Regions from separate parts of the Anas platyrhynchos genome. Here region 2 is linked to region 1. The links are chromatin contacts, called in public Hi-C maps. All regions are on one chromosome and are shown on one strand. Each heading gives the region's core, a stretch centred on a gene start, on an enhancer-like site or on the middle of the called end of the contact. The rest is flanking DNA. Distances are from core to core; before and after follow the strand shown.

What was found. A called contact is a pair of places that touch in the nucleus more often than the background predicts.
Region 2: a contact with region 1 is called in a Hi-C map of liver, with 2.1 times the contacts expected there. The contact joins the promoter of OGFOD1 here to the promoter of TMEM170A in region 1. A contact is called at or near these places in 3 of 8 Hi-C or Micro-C datasets (liver, skeletal muscle and subcutaneous adipose tissue).

What each region holds. Positions count from the first base shown.
Region 1 is chr12:13,074,346-13,080,038 of IASCAAS_PekinDuck_T2T, forward strand. It overlaps TMEM170A (transmembrane protein 170A), which reads left to right and starts at 2,402. Exons shown (of 3, transcript XM_027465749.3): 1 at 2,402-2,566; 2 at 2,699-2,905; 3 at 3,184-4,976. The coding sequence starts at 2,452. The coding sequence ends at 3,314. CFDP1 (craniofacial development protein 1) reads right to left here and starts at 2,284. Exons shown (of 7, transcript XM_027465748.3): 1 at 2,126-2,284; 2 at 1,907-2,012; 3 at 1,144-1,354. The coding sequence starts at 2,186. It overlaps SLC12A3 (solute carrier family 12 member 3), which reads right to left. Exons shown (of 17, transcript XM_072043997.1): 17 at 5,473-5,693.
Region 2 is chr12:13,210,909-13,217,048 of IASCAAS_PekinDuck_T2T, forward strand. It overlaps OGFOD1 (2-oxoglutarate and iron dependent oxygenase domain containing 1), which reads right to left and starts at 3,103. Exons shown (of 13, transcript XM_027466648.3): 1 at 2,944-3,103; 2 at 2,709-2,854; 3 at 1,834-1,880; 4 at 1,656-1,756; 5 at 885-1,001; 6 at 297-388. The coding sequence starts at 3,103. NUDT21 (nudix hydrolase 21) reads left to right here and starts at 3,163. Exons shown (of 7, transcript XM_027466649.3): 1 at 3,163-3,372; 2 at 5,369-5,569. The coding sequence starts at 3,257. It overlaps LOC110351288 (a long non-coding RNA gene), which reads left to right. Exons shown (of 5, transcript XR_011812366.1): 5 at 224-803.

The sequences.
Region 1 (5,693 bases), core at 1,152-3,651:
CAAAGCTGCCAGGGTGGATTAAACAGAAATACATTCGGTTTTGCCCAGGAATATATGAGACCCATCGGTAGCAAATGCAAGGCTGATCTTCACAGAGAACCCTGAAGATACCAGGCCATTTGTCAACGATGTTGAGAGGAAAATAGCTTTCTTAAGCTATCTGTCTACACTGCCTCTTTATTCACACAGTAACAATTAGATCTTTTAATGTTATACGTGAAAATCCTCAGACCATGCACATAATCAATGCAAAAACTTGAATTCGTGCTCAAAATCAACCACACACTGAGGACAGCTTCAGAAAACAAGTCCAAATTAAGAAGTTCACAAGAAGAGCAGAGGAATTGCATCTCCATAAATTATTCCAGACCGCAGGGGAACTTTTAATGACCACACGTGTTCTAGTGATCCACGCGTAAAACTAGAACTGCTCAGAAGAGAACTTTTCCTCTCTCCTTCTCTCTTGCCTACCTACAGCCACCTCAGCTGCTCAACCAGGATCAACTGAGGTGGAGAGAAGCGTGAGGCTTCAGAGAGAAAGGCTCTTCTGAAAGTTGCAAGCTTATGCAGCTACGCTGTTCTCCAGCTTTCCAGTGGTTAGAGAAAGAAGCGTCACACAATGAGAACTGTTCTCCTCACACGTCACTCGTTCAAGAGTCAAGATTATAGTTATAAGAGATTATTTTGGCCAATCCCCTAAAAAAGGGATCAATCGTAGCAAGAGAGGGGCAGTGGTGCCTCTCCTCTGTCTCCCTAGCTTTGGAGCAGCGGGAGAGGCTCAAGAAGCCACGGGGGAGAGTTGTACACACAAGGTAACTCAGACCAGGCCTCACTGTTTCTACTTCACAAGGGGACCCAACAACAGGAAGGGAAGCCACCAGGGCTCCATGGGACACTCCAGGATGCTTATGAGCATCTCCAAAAAAATCAGCGCCATCAGACTGTAGACCTCCCTGTCTGGAAGACCACCAGCTGCATATGTTTTGCCCATGGTGGGGCTCCAGACTTATAAGATGGATGGGGCAGGAGCAAATCCATCCCCTCCACCAGCCAGAACCAGCACTTCCCAACTTCAGCCCCTTCCCACACACATCTGTGAGGAATGCCATTTATAACACATCCCCTCGGTGAAGGCCCCGGTACCTTGTCAGCTTGCGTGGCCACCGCTGCTTTGGGCTTCTGTCCCACATCGCTAAGGAAGCTGGCCCAAAGCGCGTCCTCTTTCTTTTTCTCTTCTTCTTCCCTGTCTTTTTCTGCCTGCTTCAAGTCGTCCACCTCCTCCTCTTCACTTTCCTGAGCCTTGCCTTCCTCTTTCTCATCGGGCTCTAGCACGAGGCCTCCTTTCTTCCTCTTCCTGGAAGCAGACACCCAAAAAACCGCACTGAGACCCTGCAGCACCACCCCAGACACCAAACTTAGTTGGGCAAAACAATACAGACGCCCCGTATTCTGGCTACAGCACCCTGGGAGGCTTCCCCTAACCTCGGAGGGGGTGAGCTGGTTAATTACAGGCCTGCCCTGATCAGAAATGACAGTAATTAGGTGGAAAACGTGGTGAGAAGCCCTAAATGGGGCTTATAGGGGGGCATACAGTGTGGGCATACAGGTGGATCGTGGAGGAACCTCCAGGTGAGGAGGCCTTAAATATGCCTTATATGTATGGTTTTAGGATGCCCAGATGAAAAACTGCTTAATTAAGGGCATTATTAACGGATCTAATCAGCCCCTGGTGAGGGTCCCGAGGCTTCCCACCCTTTTAACCCCCAGCCCCGAGCCATAACACGCACCAAAACGAGGCATTTCTCCTCACCGAGCATCCTTCCAACCACAAACCCTCGCGGAGCACCGCACAGCGCCAAAAACAAGCCAAATTTCGGTGAATTCCCCGTCACGGCCGCGTCCCTACCTGGCTGCGGGCCGGCGGGGGCTGCTCCTGCCGCGGGCTGCCCGGGGCCGCGCCTCCTCCTCCTCCTCCAGCAGCTCGCCGCCCTCATCCTCGCTGTACTCCGCGCCTGCGGGCACAACCGGCAACGCACCGCGCTCGTTAGGCCCCCCGGCGATTAATTAAGCTCCCCGGTGATTAATTAAGCTCCCCTAACCAGCCCCGGCCCGGCGGGAGGCTCACCCGAGGGCACGTAGTCCTCGTCCTCGGCCGAGCTGTACGCCTCCTCCTCACAGCCCGACATGGAGCCGCCGGTAACCACCGAGAGCCGCCGCCGCCGCCAGAGCGCCGCCCCCGCCGCCGCCGCCGCCCTCCAGCGCCCCCTAGAGGGGAGGACCCCGCTGTCCGCCCTGGAGGGAAGCCCGGCCCGCAGCCCCTCCGCTTCCGGGTGGCGCCCCGCAGCCGTTGCCATGGCAGCGCGGTGCTGGTTGGTGGATGGAGGTGCCTGTCAGCGCGCTGCGCTCTCCTATTGGTCGAGGCGGGGGGAGGAGGGAGGGGCTGGTGAAGCGATGGAGGGCGGCGAGGCGAGCGGCGGGCTGCTGCAGCAGATCCTCAGCCTGCGCTTGGTGCCGCGCTCCGGTAACGGCACCGCCGCCTACTCCAACCCGCTGGCGGCCTTCTCAGGTACGGACACAACCGAGAACGGGGCTGGGAGCCGGGCCCGGCCTTCCCGGGGGGCCGCTGGAGGCCGCTGGGCCTACCTCGGGCCTAGCCCGGGCCTGCCCGGCCCCGCCATGACGCGCCGTCCCCCCGCAGAGATGTGGTACGGGGTGTTCCTCTGGGCGCTCGTCTCCTCGCTCTCCTTCCACGTCCCCGCCGCCCTGCTCGCCCTCTTCACGCTGCGGCGCCACAAGTACGGCCGCTTCATGTCGCTGGGCCTGCTGCTGATGGGCATCGTGGGACCCATCACCGCCGGCATCCTCACCAGTACGGCACCGGCCGCTTTGGGCAAAAAACACCCAGGTTTGGGGGCTGTGTAAAAAATGGGCCGTGTCTGTGGGCTGGCTCATCGTGGTTTGGAGCCAGAGGCTGCCCCCAGACAGCTCAGCACCTCACGGGGGGCTTGGCAGAGCTCTGCCAATGCTTTTCTCCATTAATCCCCGTTGCCAGCCACATTCGTTGCCTGGTGGATAAGATTTATCACATATCCAGCCCGCTGGGCTGTAGCCCCCTCCCCGTGGCACAGCCGTGTGTTTTCCACGCCACGCAGTAACCTTTCTGCTTTCTCCCCCTCTCCGCAGGTGCTGCCATCGCAGGAGTTTACAGAGCCGCAGGGAAAAACATGATTCCCTTCGAAGCCCTCATTTTAGGCGTGGGTCAGACGTTCTGTGTGGTGGTGGTTTCGTTCCTACGGATTTTAGCCACTCTCTAGCTTTCTTTCGGATGTTAGCGCTTGAAAATGGAAGGGACTCCAAAGACCTGCCCCACTCCTGGGCTCTGTGAATCGAGTAACAAGGGAGCGCAACTCGAGGGGTGCCTCAGTGTGCGCTTCCTCCCCTGCTCGAGGCCGTGTGAAGGCTTTCTGCCTCCAGGCTGGTGGCAGAGCCTGATCTGAAGGGCTATGTGCCACAAACGTGCACTGGAGAACGTGCTTTCTGTAACTTCTGTTGCTCGTGTGCCACCGTAACGGCTGGGCTAGCTCCCCCTGGCACTGCTCAACCTGTGCCACCGATCCGGAGCAAACAGCTGCAAGCAACGCCCAGCTGCTTCCTGGCTAAAATGTTCCACTAAAGGGGTCCCTGGTCTGCTTTAGAAATTAAGATGAGATTTAATTTTGTTACATTTTCGTAACACTAAGTGCCAAGTGAAACTTTATTTCCCTGGGGGAGGCTCAGCTACCTTCTCCAGGTGACAAATTGTGGCAGCAGCAGAGCATAACTGAACAGCAGCCACGCCTGCTGTGGTGTCTTCAGCGCTCAGTTAATGCTTTGACCTCTTGCTGCTTTGTTTGCAGTGAGCCAAAAGCTCTTTTAGTGAGAAATTTCCTTTATTGTTTTTCTTCTGGCCCTATCTTTGCTCATGGTGAAGTTGGGGAGCAGCAAAAGGAAAAATCATAGCTGAGAATGAAACCTTGTGGCCGAGAGCTGTGAACATGCCTCGGGGCAAGGGAAATGGTGTGAAAGTTGTGATTCTAATCAATTTTATTACTGTGAAGCTCTTCAGACACTGGACGTCCTGCCCGGGAGCTGCACCCCGCTGCCCGCAGCAGCAATCCCAGGGCACATGTGAGCGTGCACGGTTGTTTCTCGGGCTTTGGAGGAGATCTGTGTTCCTGAACTCATCCTGATTTCACCTGCTGAACGTGCTCACGTCGGTGTGGGAGAATTGGACATCTTCACTGGCGTGCAAGCATAATTTTAGATGCCCCTCAACCCCTACTGGCCGAGGTGCACTCCCTCCTAACACACTGGTTTAGCTTTAAGTGGCTTTTCATTAATTCTTCATCTGCCCCTTGCCTGGAGGCGTGCTGTGCGCTCAGGGCACTCAGGTGTGCTCTCTGGGGGGTGGTTTTTGGGGCCGTGGGGAGGCTGGGGCTGAATCCTGAGGCTTTTGCTGCGTGGAGTAGCCAGCCCCAGGGCTTTGCTGGGGTCCCTGCTGTTTTGTGGCTGCTGCCATCATCTGGGTTGCAGCAGGGAGGCACCATCCGTGTCCGGCCTTCCAGGCCACGCTTCCCACCTGGGTTGTTTCTGAACTCGTTGGGTTTCCAGAGCAGCTCGCCCTCCGTGTCTAATCCCCCCCGTACGGCCAGTGGTGTTCCACAAAGGTGATGAAACAGCCCTGAACGGGATCACGTGCATCATGAAAAAGAAATTCTCTCGCTGTGATATGACTTCTCTTGATCAGTCCTCTGGCAGCGGATGGAGAAAGTTGTTTTTCAGGAGCTTGAAGGAGAATACGCTCAATTTTAGCCTGTGTTAATCCAGGGAATAAAGCTGTGAATTTTAAGAGCTGAATGCAAATCCTTCTCCTTGGCTGGGTGGGGTCTGAGCCCTGGGGCTCTGGTGGGGCCTCTCCCCTCTGTGCTTCCAGCCCCTGCCCCAAATGAGAAGCAGGAGTAACGAGTGAGCTGCTTGGATCTCCTGCCCCTTCCTGCTGCTTATTTCAAATCACCACGCACAGCTTGTGCCTGGAGCACCTGGTTTAACTCACTGACCCGTCCTGTCCTTTCCCAGATGGATTAGAAGTGCTGGGGCTGGACGGGGCGGGTCTGGCCGTACCATCCTGCTGGTGCCCTGAGCCTACTCCCCTCATTCTGGAGAACAAATGGGAAAAAAAAAAATCACTGGGACAGACAGAAAACCCCCTGTTGTCTGCCTGCTGAAGTCTCCCAGGGTCTGGTTTGTGTGTTTGCAGCTTGGGCACCACCTGGCAGCTGTGTGGCTGTCCCAGCGATGCTGCTCTGTGCCTGGGTGCTGTGAAATTTGCAGGGAATTCATGTAAAGAAGAGGGGAAGGGTTGGCTGCTGCCTTCTCTTGGTGGGTTTAAGCAGTGGGGGCGAGCTTTGAGTCCCTTTGGTCATCGTGGAGCACAACAGGAACCTTGGCATCCCCAGCTGCCCGCCTGCAATAAAACCAGACCCAAACAGCGGTGTAGATTCGAGCTGAAGCACCAGGGCAGTCTGAATGCAGGTTCCTCCCTCTCATCACATTATTTCATTGTCCCCTTCGCCTTCCTTCAAGCAGAGGAGTCTCTTGAGTCTTCAGCAGGTGGTGGGTGGCTCCGCTCGGCCAGAAGGGTTTGGGAAGGCTGG
Region 2 (6,140 bases), core at 1,853-4,352, 140 kb after region 1:
CCTTACGACTGATTGCTAGCCACCAACTGTCATGAATTTCTAAATAGCACATGAAGACTTTGGAATTTCTTCCCCAAGATGATGAAGCTAGACGGATGGTTTAAAGCTGGCTTTGTCAGTTCCTTCCTCCTCAAAGTCACTAGCCTTTAAAATACAGCACTTTGCATAAGTATCTGTCCTGACTGCGTACATTTCTCCCTTTTCCTTCTCCCCAACCCACCAGGACTGTTATTACACACGGAATGAATAACCACAACAGTGAGAAAAATCAAAATGAATAAAAGGCAGCTCCTTGCCTGGTGGAAAGAGACTGGAGACACTTCAAAGAAAACCAGCGTGTTCCACGAAGGCATTAATGACTTGATGATTTTCTGCGGCTGAAAGTGTTCTGAGGAGGAAGAAAGCATACTCTGATTAAGATAAGAACTGGTGCTTGCGAGGAACTGACATTTCTCTCTGCCTACATGATATTGTGACAGGTGAGACACCTGGGTGTAAGGTATGGAGCTCAGAGCAAGAGCCTGATGAGCAATCAGTGAACTTTTATTGCTGGAAAGGAAAGTTATCTTCGTCACATTAAAGTTCCAAGCACAGTTACCGGCTTCACTTCTATCCTGCCTCCATTCTTGGCTCCTTCAAAGAAGCGGGGAAAAAAAGGATTCCCCTCTTCATTGGCCTCTTTTTCCTCTGCTGTCACCCACCAGCCGTGTCTGCAAAGACTACTACAGCCCCTCTCCAAGGTGCAAATTTTATCCATATGTCAGCTTTTCTGAATTAAGAATAAATTATTTATCTTCCTTGTAGTGCTTGAGGGCAGAGTTGCTGCAAGGGCCACATAAGCTTCATCTTTTCCAGTCCCCTGAGGCTGAGCTCCAAGCCCTTACCATCTGTGCTGAACAGGTCCAGCGTCCCCCCGTCGCTCTTCTCCCAGGGTGGCACGAGGTACAGGATGAAAGCAATCCTCCGACCCTCCAGCTCATCATCGTGGCACAGTAAGACATCTGCAATTACACACATTTTGCTGCAGTAGAACCTATTATACGTACAATTAATTTCAGTGGTTCCTTCTCAGCTTTGTCCCCACACAGATACAAGAATAAACATGCCCTGCCCAAGAACTGTAGTGTCACCTGTCAGCATCACCAGCACAGTAAGAGTAACGCTGTGGGGTTTTGGTGTAAGTGATGGATTAGCCCACTCTGACGACGCACACGGTTACAATTCTTGTCACCCACCCTCTGCAGCTATTGCTGGGTACAGTGGACAGATTCCTACATTAATCGGTGATTCAAGGTCTGATTCTTTAATGCACCACTGCCCTTTGAGGAGGTTTTTTGCTGGAGGGGGGGTAGATCTCTTAAGAAGAGGACAATGGTTGGTTGTGCAGAAAACCTTTGAGTTAAGAGCAGTACAAATATCCCCAGCCTGAGGTCATTTTTCATGACAAAAAGGCTAGGTGAGGTGACTGCAGCGATAGCTTTTCCGTAATCTGGACCTCACACGTGTTTCTTCTCCCTGAGCGTGACTTTTGCCAGTTTGTTGGACCTTCCTGGCATTATAAGGGGCTAGCATGGGGGTTTGGAGGGTCTTCAGCAGGAACACAGCTCCCTGCACCCCCACAGCAGCGTCAGGGGCAGGGCTGCTGGCAGACTGACCGGTACACTCGTATTTAGCGCAGGAGATGTCGATGGTGGGCTCCAGCTCGATCTGGGTGATGGCAGACAGCCACGCTCGGACTTCTCCGCTCAGCGCTCGCCTGCGGAGCCAAGCACGAGGTGTAGGGCAGGCTCGGGGCCAGCCCCGGCTCCTACCCGAGGATCCCCAGGCCTTTACCTCAGCGCGGCGACGTGTGGCTCCGGCCGGGCCCCCAGCTCCTCGGACTGTGGCACCCCAAGGACGGGCAGGAGGGAAGCAGTTAGGGCAGCCCTGCTCCCCGACACCCCTGGGGTCCTGCTGGAATCTCCTGGACCCTGCTCCTGGACACCCCTCGGGCCCCAAAACCCCGGTCCCTGCTCCCCAGCCGCCCCAGGCCTTGCTCCTGGAGCCCCTCATCCCCAGACCCCCCGGTCCGTGTCCCCTGCTCCCCAGCCCACTCCCAGACCCCCTCCAACCCACGACCCCTGCTCCACAGACCCCCTCACCCCAGACTCTCCCCCACCGCTCCCTGCTCCCTGGCTCCCACTTCCTGGGCCCCACTAACCCCAGATACCCCCATCCTTTCACCCCAGATGCCCTGATTCCTCGTTCCCTGACCCCAGACACCCCTGATCCCCATCCCCTGACCCCAGACAGCCTCGTTCTCCACTCCCTGACCCCAGATCTCTCCCACTCCCCATCCCTTGACCCCAGAACCCTCCTGTTCCCCACTCCCTAACCCCAGATCTCTCCCACTCCCCATCCCCTGACCCCAAGCCCCCCCCATTCCCCACTCCCTGACCCCAAACACCTCCATTCCCCATCCCCTAACCCCAGATCTCCCCCGATCCCCACTCCCTGACCCCAGACCTCCCCGTTCCCCATTCCCTGACCCCAAACACCCCGGGTCCCCATCCCTATTCCCCAGAACTGCCCGCTCTCCATCCCCTGACCCCAAACACCCCCATTCCCCATCCCCTAACCCCAGACCTCCCCGATCCCCACTCCCTGCCCCCAAACCCCCCCCGTTCCCCATCCCCTGACCCCAAACCCCGCCCCCCCCCCCCCCGCACCTGCCGCACGGAGACGAGGTCGTTGCGGCGCGTTGTGAAGCCGAGGCCCAGCAGCTCATCGCTCAGCTCCGCCGCGAAGGCCGGGCTGCGCAGGAAGCGGGGCAGCACCCCGTGCCGGAACGGCGCCGGCTCCACCGACACCGCCTCTGAGGGGGCACAAACGGCGCTGAGGGGACCGCGGGGGGGGGGGGAACCGGGATTAAAGGGGGTGGGGGGGGCACAACCGGGCTCCTACCGTCCCGCAGCGGCTCCCCGCGGGCCCAAGCCGCCGCCGCCCGCTCCCTCAGCGCCGCATCGCCGAGGGCAGCGCAGAGCTGGGCGCTGGCCGCCCGCCGCCCCCGCTTCTCCTCGCCGCCGCCCCCCGCCGCCGCCGCTCCGCGCCGCTTCGCCCCCATGGCGCCGCCGGGCTGAGGCGGGGACTACAACTCCCAGCGTCCCCCGCGCGCGCGGGAGGACCTCGTCTCTATGGTCGGAAGCGCGGCTCCTGAGGCGGCTTCCGGGTGGTTGATGGCGGACGGCGCTCCCGCCGGCCTGCTGCCCTCGCCGCCATGTCGGTGGTGCCGCCCAACCGCTCGCAGACCGGCTGGCCCCGCGGGGTCAACCAGTTCGGCAATAAGTACATCCAGCAGACCAAGCCGCTCACCCTCGAGAGGACCATCAACCTGTGAGAGCCCCGACAGCGCTCGGCCGGCGTTGGGGGGAGGCTGTGAGGGGCCCTGGGGGGCTGCTGAGGGGCTCTGAGGGGCTTCTGAGAGGTTCTGGGGGTTTCTGAGGGGCTCTGGGTGCAGCAAGGGGGTCTTTCAGGCAGGAGCAGAGGCTCAGGGCAGACCTCATTGCTCTCTGCAACTGCCTGAAGTGAAGCTGTGGGGAGCTGGGGTCGGCCTCTTCTCACAGGTACCCAGTGATGGGAGCAGAGGGAATGGCCTCAATGTGCCCCAGGGGAGGTTCAGGTTGGAAATGAGGAGACATTGCTGCTCAGGAAGGGCGGTCAGGTGTTGGGATGGGTTGCCCAGGGAGGTGGTGGAGTCACTGTGCCTGGGGGTGTTCAGGGAGAGATTGGACGTGGTGCCTGGGGACATGGTTAGTGGGGGACAGCAGTGGTTGGACCAGGTGATCTTAGAGGTCTCTTCCAACCTTTATGCATCTATGGTTCTATGTTTCTAGGGGGTCAGGGAGAGGTGGCACAGAGTGAAGGGTGGCCCCTCTGCCCCTCCTGCAGCTTTCAGGGTGACTCCTGGGAGAGCAGCGGGGCTCTGCTGCCGTTGGGCTCACCCAGCGTGGGCAGCGGCATGTGGTTAGATCTCCCTGCTGCCACTGAGTGAGCCAGGTGTTTTAATTCAACTTCACTTTAGTTGCTACCTGACAAAGTTCATATCTGTGGCAATTAGAGCAATTATTTGTACTTTTATTGCATGAGAAGGCATCTATTTCTGCTGCCTTCTCTGAGTAAACTCTGATGCGTTCTTTGGGGAATACGCCTGTCAAGCTGCAAAGCAGTAAATGTGAACTGCAGTAGTCCATATTCACTGTTAGCCCTTAATCAAACAAATTAGTGTGTATTGCTTGGTACAGCTGGGTTTATTCACAGTTAGAGTCTTATTGCAGAAGTTTAAATGTTAGTTTCAAAGGTTGGGGTATTTTTATGGTGCTTCTGAAGAGAAGAATCAGTAGGAAACTATTACCAACTTTTTGTGTAGAGCACGAGCTAACAGTTGTGAGGTAGGAACTAATGTACCCACACACACGTGGTATAGGGTATTACAGGGAAACACAGCGGGTTATTAGTATGGCTCTCTGGGAATCAAAAAGAAAGGAAATGAATGGAAATGTAGGTGGTTCTAAGTGCAGGGGAGAAGCTTGTTCATGAAGGTATCAGCAGCTAGGAAACGAATTTTGGTTCACTTGTGTGCCTGAGAACGGCTCCAGCAGCTGGAAGTGGCTTGTGATTTCTTTGTTACTTGCATTTAGTTGTACAATAATGCTTTCCTGTTGCCCTCTGTGCCTTCTTGGGCTATTTAATTTCTTAAGTTTTTCTTTCTTCTGATTCTTCTCTCTCTACTTGGTCCCTGTTGCCTATAGAAATCCCTTCAGGGTACTCTGCGTTGTTCCTAGAGGAAGCAGAGGTCCAACACCAAAGCCACCTGCGTGATCTGCTCAAGCTCTTCTTACCCCAGGCCCCCAGCCCTGCCCTTGATGCTCAGCATTCCCCTTCCATGATCCAGGCATCTCATTTTCCCCTTCAAAGCAAAACCTCTTCTAACAGTTCAGTTCTCAGGCTCTTCATCACTCCTGCAGAAACGGGAGCTGTCCCGTGCAGCTTCCATCCTTCCCAGCAGTTCTCTCCCGTCCCTTTCCCATCTCCTCTCAGAGCCTCAGCTGCCTTTGGTCTGCGGTGTGCAGGTCCAAGCGGGCTGCTGGCACGTCTGGAGTTCCCTGCCTGCTTCTGAATCGGCCCCGTAACATCGTGTCCGGTCAGCCTGGCTTCCTGTGCTTGTATCTCCTCGAGCAGATCTTGGTGTCATGTGGGTGCTGCAACTCAGCTTGCCACCTCCCTATGAGAGTGACGGAGTTACCGTTTGCTCAAGCAGGGACTGTTCTGCGTGCTTGTGATTTAAATCCAGCCTTCTTGTCATGCTGTAACCTATTTCTTTTCCTTATAGGTATCCTCTTACCAACTATACCTTTGGTACAAAGGAGCCCCTCTATGAGAAGGACAGCTCAGTGGCAGCTCGTTTTCAACGCATGAGAGAAGAATTTGACAAAATCGGCATGAGGCGGACAGTGGAAGGGGTTCTGATCGTACACGAGCATAGACTGCCCCATGTGCTGTTACTGCAGCTGGGGACGACTTTCTTCAAGCTGTAAGTCTCTGCTTATTGTACCGACCTTCCTAATCAAACCTTAACATCCCAGACCTCTAAATGTGCTTATTAGAAGCTAAAATGTGGCCGGCTCTGTTAGGAGTTCTGAAGGGGATTCATTTGTTGTGAGGACATAATCTGGGAAAAGGTTTTATGGATGAAGAAGTTTTCTTCTGAAATATGTGTGTTTGACTAATGAGCGGGGTCACTTTGGGTTTGGACCAGCTGGAAATCTTAGTTACAGTGCATCAGCAGCCCTGTTTAACGCTCTTATCAGAGACAGCCTTTTGTTCTCACACTGTTAGGAAAGCTGTTATGCTTAAATACCCCTATGGGATGGCTGCAGAAATGGTAAAGTGAAGCTCAGGACATAAACCCTGATAAACACGGAACAGGATCCGTTTACAAAACTGCTGGGTAGGCTGGAGGCAATAAGAAAGGCATTTGAATGTGTGAGGAAAAACGTATCAGTTAGTTTAATAGTTATCGCTACTGGAGTGAAATTTTAGTTTGGATCATACGATTGTGGTGGTGAAGCTTGTTTTCTTGTTTTAAACTGGGTGGACTGGAC